Regions from separate parts of the Mus musculus genome. Here all the other regions are linked to region 3. The links are chromatin contacts, called in public promoter capture Hi-C maps. All regions are on one chromosome and are shown on one strand. The core of a region is the stretch at or near the end of the contact, and the rest is flanking DNA. Distances in the headings are between cores, read along the strand shown. Region 1 holds the start of Uap1l1 (UDP-N-acteylglucosamine pyrophosphorylase 1-like 1). Region 2 holds the start of Ptgds (prostaglandin D2 synthase (brain)). Region 3 holds the start of Dipk1b (divergent protein kinase domain 1B). Region 4 holds the start of Ajm1 (apical junction component 1).

Region 1 (3,553 bases), core at 407-2,906, 1.3 Mb before region 3:
CACCGGGCATAGACTTAGAGGGCCGGAAGTAGGAGGGACGGGATTTAGCAAGAGCAGAGCCAAGTGCCAAGGAAAATGAAAGCCTGGGACTCACCTTAGCACCACAGTCTGCTCCCTGAAGCACACAGAAGCCAATGAAGACTGGGTCAGCCAGCCGCACCAAGATGTTGTCTACGCAGTACACATGCACAAACTCCACACCCCGCTGCTTCATGTCCTCCAGGATCTGGTGGTCAGCCAGTGCACAGTACAAACCCCCGTTGCCATCTATAAAGGAGAAAGGAGTAGGATACCCATGGACTGTGGCCTGATCTCCTGCTCAGTTTAGTAAGTGCTGCAGGTGCACAAACCAAGAGCCTGTGACTCCAGACTGGCCAGAGCCACATGCCCAGGGCCACATAGCCTGCCTGAGTACATCTTACCTGGGAGTCAGGCCTCCTGATCCACAGCTGTACTCTGTGGCCCAGGTGGGGCAACCTGTTCCTATCCAAGGTGTGGGCCATACCTGGGGCCATGGCAACTTTGTCTTTCCGTTCCAGGATGGCCTTGCCCTCAAAGGTCACAGCAGGTAGCATGCGCTGCTCGAACAGCACTACGTTAGTGGGGTCCAGGTGGAAGAAGTCATGCTCCTTGAAGAACTTGATTGTGGGTCCCAGGGTAAACTCACTGGTCATGATGTACCTGTAAATGTCCTAGCAGTGAGCTGCTTCCAGGGGAGTCCAGCTCAATCTGGCAAGTCTAGAAGGGGTTCAGTAATGGCAAGTACTGGGCTCTGTCTAGGGCCGTGCTAAGATTGGGTCTAAGGTCTTGGTGTGGGGTAGGCCTGGGTCAATTTAGGGGTGGTCTTTTTGGGAGGCTGGCATGGAGGACACACCAGGGCACAGTGCAGTGGGTCCCCTGTCGCTGGTCAGCCAACTGTTGGACACGCCGGATCCGCTCTGCTTGCAGTTGATACAGGGTCTTCTGGCTGGGCAGCCCAACTTGATACATGCCCTTTGGGTATGTGACGCCCAGGCGAGTGCCCTGCCCACCCGCCAGCAGCAGGACAGCTACCTTGTTCAGAGAAATCTGTCGGAAACCTGGAGGAGAGGTGCATCGTGAGATAAGGCCTCTTTCACTTTGGAGAACCACAAGTGAGCACGACTTCGGGGGTTACTAGGCACAGGAGGAAGAAGTTGCAAGGCAAATAACTCTCCGCTGCACTTCCCGAGTCCGTGTCCTCCACTCCGCCCCCACTACCCCCACCGCCCATAGGCTCTAACTCTTCCGGCCTCAACGGGCCGGACCTGCCCAACCCCAGCCTGGCACGGCGCTGCCTACCTTCCTCTTCCCACCGCAGGCGTGTCTCTTGGTCACAGCGGATCGCGCTGCCCACGCGTTCTGGGGGCAGGGGCTGCAGGCGCGCAGCCAGGTCCGGCAGAGGACCCGGAGCTAGCGCGCCCGCAGCTGCGGCGCGCTGGCAGTGCTCACGCAGCGCGTCGGCCTCCAATGAGGCGAGCTCCGCTAGCAGTGCGGCTCGGGCTTCCGGAGCCAGGTCGGCATAGAAGCGCAGGAGATGGTCCTGGCCCGCACGCTGCAGCTGTGCGCGTACATCCCTCTCCGAGTCCATACTGCAACTGCAGCGGCCGCCTCAGCCTGTACTCGTGACTTTCTGACCAATGTCACGAGACCAGGCCGGGGGCTGAGATCCCAGGGGGGCGGGCCCAGGGTGCGGCACCTCCACCCAGGACCCCGCCCCTTTTTCCTCTTGGGCTGCTGTTCTGTCTTCTTTGGCTTCTCCCATCTTTAACCCTTTTAATACAGTTTCCCCTGCGCGTTTCCGGACTTGAATCCTAGGATCTGGCCTCCCAGCATTCAAGGTGTACGGTCCAGAGCAGGCCTTCCTAGTACCCCAAGGTCTAGTCATTTCTCTCCTAAGTAATTCCCACCACGTGAATAAAACTGTTCTGTCTGGGCTGGTGAGATGGCTCAGTGGGTAAGAGCACCTGACTGCTCTTCCGAAGGTCCAGAGTTCAAATCCCAGCAACCACATGGTGGCTCACAACCATCCGTAACGAGATCTGATTCCCTCTTCTGGAGTGTCTGAAGACAGCTACAGTGTACTTACATATAAATAAATAAATAAATCTTTAAAAAAAAAAAAAAAAAAAAAAACTGTTCTGTCCTTGCCCCGGGGAAGAAAGAAGTCTGAGGTATCTGCACTGGGCTGACCAGACATAACCCAGCCTCCTCCCTGTCCACAGCCAGAAGGGTTGTCTGCAGCAGACTTGTTGCAGAGCCATTGTTTGTGGCATGAATTCCGGAGTAATGGCACTTACGCTTTGAAGTAGCCTTAGCGTAACTTAGTCCCAAGACATACCTGACAAACCAGGAAGTCTCGAATGGCTGAGAATTGCTTAGATGATGGTTCCTTCAGACAACCCCTAGATCAGATAAAAAAGGTTTTGGTGTGTGGAAATTGACTTGCTAAAAGTGCCTTTTGTGAAACTGGGAAAAGTTACTTCTGGAAAAAGTGCTTCTGGGAAGCAGCTAGCCTCCAATCCCCGATAGGCTGATGACTGTCATGTGTCAGTGTCTCTCTTTCTTCTGACTAATCCTCTGAGCAACCCAGAAGCAAGACAGCGGCCTGGGAGCCTCTCTCCTTAGAAGCTGAGCCTGAGAGGAGTCGGCTTGACCCTGTAAGCATTCACCTAGAACCCCCACTGCTAGCCTGGGGGCAGCAGGCAGACCCAGGCTAGCTTCAACCTGCACCCACCTCCCCTCACCTGCCTACCTTTAGGAACTCAGTTGTTCCAGACTGGCTCTGCATCCCCTTACTGCTTTAGTTTGCTTTTTCATAAAACCTCTTGTTTCTTTTTGTTGTTGTTGTTTTGTGTGTGTTGTTTTTTATTTTTGAGATGAGATTTCTCTGTGTAGTCCTGGCTGTCCTGAAACTCATTCTGTAGACCAGATGGGCCTCAAACTCAGAGATCTGCCTGCCTCTGCCTCCTAGTGTTGGGATTAAAGGTGAGCACCATCATCACCTGGTATAGATAAAACCTCTTGTAAAAAGTATAAAAGCAGGGCTAGAAAGACGGTTTAGTGGTTAAGAGCACTGCCTACCCTTCCTCACAACCATCTGTAATGGGATTCAATGTCCTCTTCTGGTGTGTCTGAAGTGTATTTACACATAAAATAAGTAAGTCTTAAAAAAATTTACGCCGGGCGTGGTGGCGCACGCCTTTAATCCCAGCACTCGGGAGGCAGAGGCAGGAGGATTTCTGAGTTCGAGGCCAGCCTGGTCTACAAAGTGAGTTCCAGGACAGCCAGAGCTAGACAGAGAAACCCTGTCTCGAAAAACCAAAAAAAAAAAAAAAAAAATTTACAAAAGCCATTTCTAAAAGTTTGAAGGTAAAGTGTATGGTGGCAAAGGTCTTTAATCCCGGCACTAGGGAGGCATAGGCAAGTGGATCTTTGAGTTGCAGGACAGCCAGGGCTCCACAGAGAAACCCTGTCTCAAATCATCACCACCAACAAACAGGAAAACAGGAAAAAAAGTTCAAGGGTGAGGCTG
Region 2 (3,399 bases), core at 82-2,581, 1.2 Mb before region 3:
TCTCCAAACCATAAGTCTTAGGGAGAGAGTAGAAAGCACTTAGACCGAAGACATCAGCAGGCTGGGTTACAATATAGCCGGAAGGCAAAGGGAATAGGGTTCTGGTGGGGAGCCAGAGCTCAGGTGAGGGGTGGAAAGAGGTCCTTGGATAGAAGCTATGAAATGTGGGTAGGATTTGGGGAATGCCTGTATGTGACCCACTTGAGCAGCAGAGTACTGGAAAATTCCATTTGGGCAGGAAAGGGACCTTGAAGAATGTGGGTGGGCCTCAGAGAGGCTAAAGTCCCCAGAGAGAGGTGGCCCCGTGTGCCTGAGGCAGACTCACAATCAGACCTGGCCTTGGATGTGCTGTGACCATTATCCCCACAATTTTGGGACAGAGGGTTGTACCCAGATAAGGAAGTGGCTCACTCACGGGGGCTGCTGTAGGTGTAGTGTCCAGGAGCCCCCGCAGGCTGCAGTACCATGATCTTGGTCTCACACTGGTTTTTCCTGTGGGTAGATTGCCCTTGAAGTAAGGGACCAAGCCCCAGGATGTCTCCCAGAATTTGCCATAACCCCTTGTCTCACCTGAGGAAGGTAGAGGTGAGATTGAGGCCGCCTTCTGTGGAGGGGGCTACCACTGTCTTGCACATATACAATACAGCTTTCTTCTCCCGGAACCAGCTTGAGTTGGAGGCGAGGCCCGCGCTGTACCAGCGCCCCAGGAACTGCGACCAGTGGATGCCTGGGTCTGCTCCATGAGCCCCTCATGGGCAGACCCTGGTGGGCTGGTCTTCCCTCCTCTGACTCCTCCCCACACAGGTCCTAGCAGCATGCCTCTCTCTCCACTCCCCTCCCTTTCTAGCAGGCTGGCTCATCGCCCCATGGAGGAGTGGGTAGCAGAGACCCCCCTCTTTCCCCAGGGTGTTGAACTCCTTGTCTTTGTCACAGCCCTCATCCTAGTCCACTATATCAGAGCATACCACATTCCTGACAGAGTCAGGTGGACCAACCAGGCTGTGTGCCAGGGTGGTTCCAGCTAGCTCCCATGCACAAGCACACAGGCTGACAGTGCCCAGAACACCCTCTTTGGTAAGAGAAAGCCTGGCTCTGGCCTGAGGGCTCTGCTTCTTTGGGTGTGGGGTAGGGGGCCTTCTCACCTTGTCTTGTTGAAAGTTGGGCTGCACTGTGTCATGGCCCTGGGCTGGGGTCTGTGGGAATCCCAAGAGACCCAGGAGGACCAAACCCATCCACAGCATGCGAAGAGCAGCCATTTGCTCAGAGCAGAGCAGGTGCCTGGGCCTGATGCCAGCAATGTGGACAAAGCAAGGAAAACTGGGCAGAAGGAGCAGAGGGCACTGTGGAGACCCCCTATTTATGAGTCAGGCTTGGCCTCCACCCAAAGCCCAAGGACTGCCCACTGAAGGCTCGTGATGTTGGTGTGAGGGAGGGTGGCTGTCCCAGCTGCAGCCTCATCTGCTAATTATGTAAGAGGTTCCAGCTGAGCCCCACACCTCCTAGAAGAAGAAACCTCTGCCTGCCCCCATCCCCAGCTCCAGAGGCAGAACTGGCTCAGACCTTGCCCACTCCTGCCGGCAAAGCCCACATACCTCACAGTGGGGATGGTGCCGGGTGTGTACTCTGGCGCTTCCCTGCTGCTGGAAAATCTAGTCACTTCCCACCTAGGGCTAAGACCTGCTTCTCACAAGCCCTACCTATCATCCCTCTCCAAGTCCCATGACCCCAGCAGGGAACACAAAGCACCATTTGTGCCTTGAACATTTGGTCCTGAAAGGCTAGCAGTCATGAGGCCATGAGGAACCCTCACCAAGATAAAGAAGCTCACGCACTCTACCCTGAAGCAAATCCAAGAACCGGCATGTTGAGTACAGCCTCCCCCGTGGTCAGCTTCTGGGGTTCACATGGTGGCCCTTTGGGCTCCCATAGAGGTGGTGGGTGGGAAGGGTGAAGCGGTGGGCTTCAAGCTACTATAGGTGAGGACAGAGTCTGTGGCTTCCTCCTGGCTTCCAAGATCTGTCTCTGGATGGGACACCAATGACCACAGAAGAGAGAGAGAGCCAGCCCACACTGCCCTTCATCCCGTCCCTGGGGCCCAGGAACATTTATTTATCCTGGGTTCTGGGGCACAGGATCATTTAACATGAACATCTGAGTGGTCTTTGTGAGGAAGGTCTCTTGCTTTCTCACTAATGTTGGGGCTACCGGAAGTGGGTAGATTCCAGAACCCCTTTACTCAGCCCACCTCAGCCCCTCCCTGCCCAGAACACTCAGCTCCATCCATGCCCAGAACCTAAGGAGAGAGGATCTGTCAGAGGGAAGCTGACCACAGAGCCCGACCCCAGCCAGGCCCAGCGGCTGATCTGGGAGTTTTCTCCAGAGGGGCTGAGGATGGGGGCAAGAAGAACAACATGCCAGGTGGTGGTGCCGCACGCCTTTAATCCCAGCACTTGGGAGGCAGAGGCAGGCAGATTTCTGAGTTTGAGGCCAGCCTGGTCTACAGAGTGAGTTCCAGGACAGCCAGGGCTACACAGAGAAACCCTGTCTCAGAAAAACAAACAAACAAACAAACAAACAAACAAACAGAAGAGCAACATGGCAAAACCTGGGAGCATCAACCTGTGTGTGGGGTCCTGTAGATGACTGAAGCAGAGTAATGGGAAGTACTTCCAAGTGTGGAAGCCTCTTGTGGTTTAGATCTGACATGTCCCCAGCACTCTGCTTAAACGTCCTCTGATGGATGACAGTTCTCTGGGGATCTGTGGAACCTTTAGGAGGTGTGGTCTCGCTGGGAGAAGTAGGTCGCTGGAGAAGGGCCTTTGAAGGTGATTTTTGGCCTCTGTTCCTGCTGCTTTCTCTTCTCCATTGTTCCTGGTTCCATGCCTCAAAATAAATCTTTCTTCTCTAAAGTTATTTCTGCCCAGATACCGTGGTTTGATTTTTCCCCCATTATTTATTTATTTATTTATTTATTTACAGCTCGATTGCTGCCCCTCTTCCTAGTCCTCCCTCCCACAGCCTCTCCCTCACCCCCACCCCTTCTCCTCTGAGAAGGTAGTAGCTCCCCCTCCCATCTCTCTCCTCCAAGGTACATCAAGTCTCTGCAGGGCTAGGCAGATTCTCTCCCACTGAGGCCAGACAAGGCAGCCCACTTAGGGGAACAGGATCCACAGGCAGGCAACAGAGTCAGGGACAGCCTGACAATTCCAGCAGTTGCAAGGAATACTGTGGTTTTTAATGACAATGAAGTAATCCAGTCCTCTTGGAAGGACCATGGCACTCAGACTGACTCTTGGTGGTTCTACTTCCAAAGTCAACCCTGCCTGGTGAGGTAGGGGCTGCCTTGTTTCCAAGCCATTATGGGCCTTTTGCTGACCACACACTCCTGTGTACCCCTTC
Region 3 (3,677 bases), core at 72-2,571:
ATAAGTGCTTTCAGCTGCTGAGTCATTTTTTTCAGCCTTCCCGTCACCACACTTAAACTACATTGTTTATCTGACCTGCAAAATCAAGATTGAAGACATAATAAAATAGTCAAACTGCTTAAGCAGCTCGTTTATAATTGGTGCGATAATGAAACAATCCCATGTTTCCCTTCTTTTTTCTCCTTCCTTCTTTTCTCCCTCCCTCCTTCCCTCCCTCTCTCCTTTCTTTCCTTTCTTCTTTCCTCTCTTCCTCCCTCCTTCCATCCCTTTCTTCCAGCCTCTCTCCCTTCCTTCCTTCTTTCCTTCCTTGAGGCAGGGTCTCCCTTTGGGCTTCTGGCTAGTCTGGAATTTGAAACATAGGCCAGGCTGGTCTTTCTGCTTCTGCTTCTTGGTTTCTGGGACACAGACTTGATGCTATTTTCCATTTGTTTTGTGACCTGCTCCTGGCTCTAGTTCTCTTCAGCCTTTCTAGCTTATAAATCCAAACCCTTCAGCTGGGCTCATGGGACTCTCGCTCCACTTTTATGAAGAGAAGGTTGGCCTGGTTCACTAATTGCGAAGCAATTAACATCCTTAAACTAAAGCTGTCTTTTATCATTTTGCAAGGCATATATATATGGACAGCACTGGGGCACAGGGGAAGGCGTATTCCCTGGGAATGCATATGACATCGCTATAGAACCCCTAAGAAAGGTGTGGGTGAGGATTGAGGGCAGCTGATGCGCATGGTGGACGGTGCATTCTGGCCATTGTCTGCTAAGTTCAATAAGCCTCTAACTAAGGTCAGCTGCTGCTTTCCTAATCACCCTAAATGGGAGTCACAGGAGAGGGGCGTGTCTGTCCATGGGCAGAAATCAGAAGAAACTGGTTCTCAGGAGTAGTTGCTGACCGCGTGGGCTGTGGGTCCTTCCCTATGCCCCGGTGCAACAAGGGCTGAAGACTCTCGGTGCCAGAGGTGGTGGCCTCAGGACTGACTAGCCTCACCTGCATACTGGGGAGGGATGGGGGCAGATCCATCAACGTCTTTTACCCTTGAAAAGGTGGAAGAAATGCGCAAGCGCAGGCGGGGACCTTACAGGTCCTCAGCGCCAGCCTGCCCCGGTGTTTCATGCTCACACAGGGTTGCCGTAGCGGGTCCCGGAGCTCTCGGGAGGTTGGGGGTGGGGGGGTGGGGGGTGGCGTAGGTCCCCAGCGGGAGAGCTAGACTAGCCGCGGGGCCGCGCGCCAGTCCTCCCACGCGCGTGCACGCCCCTTCCGTTTGTCTCCACACGCGCGCGCACGCCCCTCTGTCCATCTTCCCGCGCGTGCACGCCCCTCCTCCAGGCCGTCTCCCCGCGCGTGCGTCGCGGTCCTTGCTCAGAAAGGCACGCGCCTTGCCTTTAACGCGAGCCGAGGACGAGCGGCCCGCATGGAGAGCGAGCGGCGGCCGCTGCGGGCCTGGCCGGGCTGGGGCTGAGGCCGAGCCAGCCGCGGGGTTCCGCAGCCGGGGCCGGAGCCCATCATGCGGCGGCTGCGGCGCTTGGTGCACCTAGTGCTCCTCTGCCCCTTCTCCAAGGGCCTGCAGGTAAGCCGCAGCCGGCCAGGTGCTACCACACGGGGAGGGGCAGGGCGTGGGATGGCGAGGGTCGATGGGTGCACGCGGGTGCACCGGAGTCCTTTCTAACCTTCGCAACTTAAAAAAAAAATTCTGGAATAGCAAACTTGGCCAGCCCCTGGCCAGTTCTTGAGACAGCTGGAAACAGGGGCTGTGGTGACCTTGGGCCAGTGGAGGGCCAGCTCCTGTCTGCAGAAGAGGCCCCTCCCCTCATGCTTTGAGGTGATGGAGTCAGGCCTCTGGGCTCCAGCCGCTGGTTGCCACGGTCCTTAGAGCCTACAGGAAGGAGCCAGCCCTCACCAGTCTAGCCAAGGTCTCTCTGAAGGGCCGTCCTGAGGATGCTGGAGGATGCCTTTGTCCTGGGGCCTGGCCTCCCTTAGACTGTTTTACATAAAGGATGAGGACTGAAGCCTGTTGGATGCAGAGCTCTTCCAGGCCCAGATGCCCTTGTCTGCCCTCTTCCAGAGGCAGTAGCTTGTGCTGTGATCCATGCTCAGGCCTAGGTTGGGTTCGTGACCTGAGGTGTATGGGGGACCCTTCTTGTGCCAGGAGATGGGGTGTACCCATACCCCTAGCCCTGAAGCTAGGCCCTGACTCAGCAATGTGTGGACCCAGGAGTGGCAGGAGAGGGGTTTGGGCCAGTTCCCAGTGGGGCTGGTTCAGAGAGAGCCACTGGCTGAGCCCTTCCTGCCCCAAGCCTCAGTTTCCTGCGTGGGAAACACTAGGGCACCTGCCACCTGGCCCGGGTTTCCTGGGCAGGGAGTTTGCTGTGCAGTTACTATCCCTGTAATGACCTTCCCACCTTCCATGTGACTTTTCTGGAGCTGGACTGTTCAGCCTCGAAAATTATGGGCCCAGGGCTTGCCAACTTGTTCCCCACTGAGTGGCAGAAATCTGTGCGAGCTTTTGAGTACCACTGTGGTGAGTCCCGCCCCGGGGTGAGCAAAGACTCAGGGATCCTGGAGAAGAGCTGCGTCAGACAGAGGCCAGGTAAACCATCAAAGCTTAGCCAAGGTAGTCTAGGGGAGCCACCTGTGCCAAGGTGGCTTGGGAGGGCCTGCCTGGAGTGGTCTCTGACCTGCAGGTTTCTAGCGGCTTCTAGTTCTACATCACTTGGGCCAGCCTGGGCCAGCCGCTGTCCTGGCCCTGGCCCTGGCCCTTTGCTCTAGGTGTGGCTGAGTCCTTTGATCTGGCCTCACAGCCAGTGTCCCTGCAATTTCTCAGTCTTCCTGTTTTAATTTTGGACAAATCTGAAAGAAACAGCTGAGTGCCAGAGCCATGAGTGTCCCAGGAGAAGTCCCCAGAGCCATGCCCCGGAATAGGGACCATCTCCTAGAACTTTCTGGAAGAATGTTCTAGAAGAAGGGCTAAGCATCATTCCTGTGGTAGAGGTTCCTTATGTTCTGGCTCGGAGGCAACTAGGGTAAACTTGAGCTCAGCATGACTCCCAAATCCAAAAGTGGGGTGCTAGCTGGTTTCATTCTCAGACTTTCTGGCCGCGGGTAGACAGGAGGCCACAGGAAATTCTTGACATCAGTAGAGTCCCCCCTGTAGGGTTGCCGTGTTGGTTATTCAGGCCACTTAAGAGGCCGGGAAAGCTTTTCCTGTGATGGACTTCCTTTGTAAACTTTGTAAACCCTCAAGGTAGGAAAGTGGCCAGGTGCCTGCCTAAGGAGTCCTCCCTGTCATAACTGATTTCAGCCTCTGTCACAAAGGTCATGTTCATCCCCTCAACAGGACCCTCCCTATATTATGGTAATTTTAGGTGAAAAGTGTGAACAAAAACTTGCAATGCCAGAACAAGAAAGCTCACCAATTAACCCCTGAGCTCCCAAGCTCAGGCCCTGAAATCCCACCACTCCTCACCCTGGAAATCTTCATTCTAGAAAGCTTCCTGCCCCCTCCAAGAACCACTATATAAGATAAGCATTATGCTTTGTCCAATTCCCGGCTATCTGCTCTCTCCCGGGAGCATGGCAGCCACTCCTGGATTTGTCCCTCTTCTCCCTGGACTCTCCAATAAATCTTTTCTTTTATAAGATTTACTGCCTGGTGTGGGCTCTCTCATTGGAAGACGACAAGA
Region 4 (3,275 bases), core at 19-2,518, 1.0 Mb before region 3:
AAAGGCATACCGTAGGCTCGAGTTGTCTCCCCGTAGTAGGAGCGGGAGGGGGGCTCCTGGATCGGGAAGGTGCGTACTTCGCCAGCATAGTAGCTGCCCCCACGCCTTGGACTGGGTCTAGGGGGTTCTTCGGACAAGTAGGGCCTGGAACAGTAGCCATCAAAGGGAAGGCCGGGGCTTGTGGTAAAGCTGCCTGCGTAGCCCTCTGGCTCCTCGGTGTAGAAGAATTGGGTGGGACCTGGAGGCGTTGTGAAGGGTTGACTGCGGTGCTCCAAGTAGTCCCGGGGCCCAGGCAGTGGCCCGTCACAGTACAGAGTTCTGGGGTCAGTACAGTACAAGTCACTGGGGGTAGGAGTGCGTGACAGGGCCACGTGGCGAGGGCCGGGAACTGTGAGGCCATGGAACTGTGGAGCTGTGCGAGCCCAGGACGTCGTCTCTCTAGGTGCGCAAGATCGCGAGCTTCGGGCGGCGTGCTGCAGCACTGCCTCGTCCGGCTTGATGTCCAAACGGCAGCGGACATGGGGGACAGGTCCAGAGGGTGGTTCCGGTGGTGCGCAGCGGCCTGGGGTGGCGCATAGAGGCGCGATGCGTCCGGGGCCTCCCCGCTGTGGCTGGAGCTTGATGGGGTGCAGCTCATTAGCGAGAGCTCTCAGCGCAGGATACGAGGGCTCCCGGCGCGGCGACCCCTCCACCCGCACTGCACGCTGGGCTTCCCGACCTCTGCGTTGCAGTACGGGCGGCGAAGCTGGAGCAGTCGCCAGGCCTTGGGACGCACGGGGCGCGCTCTTGGAACGGGTGCGGCGCCGAGGCTCGCTGTCTCTGGGTCGGGCGCGCGGTGGCGCAGGTTCAGGAGGTGGCGGCTCTGGGTGTGTCTCCATGGTGGGCTCGTCCAGTGCCTCTAAGAAGTCAAAACTACGGCAGTGGCGCTTGTTGAAAGGCGTGGGCGCAGCAGGCCGGGCCACGGATCGCTCACATGGCTGGCGTTTGGACGTGAGCCCTGGGTCCACCACCTTGATGTCCTGGTACACGGTCGACACCAGCAAGTCCGGCGGGTCCGTGCGGGTCATCTTAAAAGACGTCCCCAGGCTGGCAGCTCCAGTCACACGGCCTTTCGGGGATTTTGCCCTGGGAGGAGATACCGGTCAGGGCAGCCTCCTCTGCACCCCAAGCCCTTTACCCCACCCCACCCCACGTGCTGGTCCGGCTTACCTGGGGCATAGGGGATGGTGCAGCCTTGGCTGCAGGTCATGGTCAAGGCTTCTGGTGCTGCCTCCATGCCTATGTTAGATGTACCTGCAGGAGAAAGCTCACAGTCCATGCGACCTGTGGGGTAGATGGGCCAGGAGAATTTAGGCTACTGTGGACCTTCTTTGTAGAGGGAACTCCTGAGTTAAACCTGCCAGGCATTCTCTCCCCCTACTAGGGTCGGTTGGGCAGGCTTAGGTAGATCAAAGCGGGACGTGATCTCAGCACTACTGCCCTCTGGTGCCTACAGTTGGAACGATGCACTTTTAGATTTCCTTACAGGTAGACCCTCTGATAATGCAGAGTCCCAGGTGAGTCAATGAATGGTTCCTGCCTGCCGACTAGGCTGGGCAGAGAACTCTTCTCCTAGCACTCAAGTCCTTTTTAACTAAGCGTAAGTCCCCTCAACTCGATGAGGTCCTAGGCAGAGGAATGATCCCAGAGTTTTCTTGGGTCTCAAATCCCTCTTCCTTTTGCATAAATCTTGGACCCCAGTTGCTTGAATGAAACCCACCAAGCTTGCTGGAACAGAGAAGGCTACAGCAAGACTCTCCTGCTTTGCAGAATTGCACATGGACCCTTCCCCCACCCCCAGTGTGTGCTAAAGCCAGGTTTAGGCTACAGAACCACGTGGGGCCATGTGAGCCACGAGTTCATGGTGTCCTTCCTCTAAGCTGAAAACTACCACTAGTGTACCAAGCCAGGAGGCTGCTAGCTAGGAGGAGGCAGAGGAGAGGGCGGGAAAGCCCCTCCCCAGGACAGAGTCCTTCCCACTCTGGCTTTGGAAAGCTCCATGGAAACGTGTGGTTGTTCATCCCTGGAGCTATGGGCTGAAAACGATCTAGGCTAATGTTCAGATGTGGGCCACCAGTGTCTGTGGTCTCCAGGGCCTGGAGCTGGCTAGAGAAAGAGGGTTTAAGAAGGCGATCACACACACACACACACACACACACACACACACCCTCCCCCCATAATGCACCTACTCCCAGGACATCTGCTCCAGAGGAAGTTGAGAGTGTGTTGGGGCCTGGCAGGACTTGTAAGTGGATGGGCCTTTCGGGTCTCTAGTCCAGGTGTACAAGGGGCTGTTAGAGGGGTGCTCTTTGGAGTCAGAGCTACTAAGTACCAAGGCTTGTTCCAAACCCAGGTTCATGCCGACCCTATTAAGACCCCTTTCATTCTAAACTCAGTGCCAGGTCAGAGTTTGGGTGAGATGACAGGGTCTGAGGCTCCGCCCCAGGAAGGTGACAGTCGGCTTTGCTGGCTGCAGCTGTCAGGAGCAGTGCACTGTGACACACGCTCCCTTTGGGATGGGGTTGGGGCTTGCTCTTGTATCCTAGGTATTTTGAAGGCCCTTCCCAAATAGCAGTCCTGCTTTGGCCCGTCCTGGAGCAGCCATCAGCAAGAACCTAGTCTGCGTTGCTTGGGGGCGGGGACTCCTCATCCTTCCGTGCAGCCCCCTCCCGTGCCAACAGCTCCACATGCTGGGCAGTTTGGCTTGGCCTCTTACCTGGTGATTACTCCACGAGCCGAGCCCGAGTAGTCTGCATAGCCCAGGTCGGTCCCAGTGTGTACCTGGCCCCGCTATAAATATATATATATATATACATACACCCGGTACCAGCAGAAGCTTGGAGGCAGCAGCTGTGATCCTGGCCTGGCGGCTCAGTACTGCCCCTAGTGGCTACCAATAGAATAGCACTTAAAGGGGCCGCGTTATAAGGTAGGTGTATACTGGGACCACAGACGACCTAGCTCTCATTTTAGGCGGTGTAGAGTGAAGGGTAATGTATAGCATCCCCAAAGCACAAATCTTTCGGTCTGAACAGGGAGTCCCTTGCACCAAGAGAAGCCTGCCAGAAGGATTCCAGGCAGGGTCCTGTAAGGAGCCAGAAACCTTGGCTTGTCTTTAGAGAAACTGGGTTTGGGGAAGTTTCCAGAATACACGTCTGTGGTTGGACCTGGGTGGGAGCAGATGCCCATTGGCCTCTCCTCAGGAACTGTCCTCTTTGGCTCTGAAGACGCCAAAA

The links. Promoter capture Hi-C pulls out the DNA fragments that hold promoters and counts their contacts.
Region 1: a promoter capture Hi-C map of liver shows a contact between it and region 3, with 4 times the contacts expected there. The contact joins the promoter of Uap1l1 here to the promoter of Dipk1b in region 3. A contact is called at or near these places in 1 of 39 promoter capture datasets (liver) and 2 of 9 other capture datasets (adipose tissue and liver).
Region 2: a contact with region 3 is called in a promoter capture Hi-C map of pre-B cells, with 4 times the contacts expected there. The contact joins the promoter of Ptgds here to the promoter of Dipk1b in region 3. A contact is called at or near these places in 3 of 39 promoter capture datasets (the C10 cell line, liver and pre-B cells).
Region 4: a contact with region 3 is called in a promoter capture Hi-C map of liver, with 4 times the contacts expected there. The contact joins the promoter of Ajm1 here to the promoter of Dipk1b in region 3. A contact is called at or near these places in 6 of 39 promoter capture datasets (the C10 cell line, embryonic stem cells, liver and 2 more).

The regions. Positions count from the first base shown.
Region 1 is chr2:25,364,007-25,367,559 of GRCm38.p6, forward strand. Uap1l1 (UDP-N-acteylglucosamine pyrophosphorylase 1-like 1) reads right to left here and starts at 1,657. Exons shown (of 9, transcript NM_001033293.3): 1 at 1,321-1,657; 2 at 875-1,079; 3 at 506-681; 4 at 95-267. The coding sequence starts at 1,609.
Region 2 is chr2:25,468,418-25,471,816 of GRCm38.p6, forward strand. Ptgds (prostaglandin D2 synthase (brain)) reads right to left here and starts at 1,332. Exons shown (of 7, transcript NM_008963.3): 1 at 1,143-1,332; 2 at 571-710; 3 at 416-492. The coding sequence starts at 1,256.
Region 3 is chr2:26,627,136-26,630,812 of GRCm38.p6, forward strand. Dipk1b (divergent protein kinase domain 1B) reads left to right here and starts at 1,322. Exons shown (of 5, transcript NM_019833.3): 1 at 1,322-1,564. The coding sequence starts at 1,502.
Region 4 is chr2:25,578,831-25,582,105 of GRCm38.p6, forward strand. Ajm1 (apical junction component 1) reads right to left here and starts at 1,269. Exons shown (of 1, transcript NM_001005424.2): 1 at 1-1,269. The coding sequence starts at 1,067.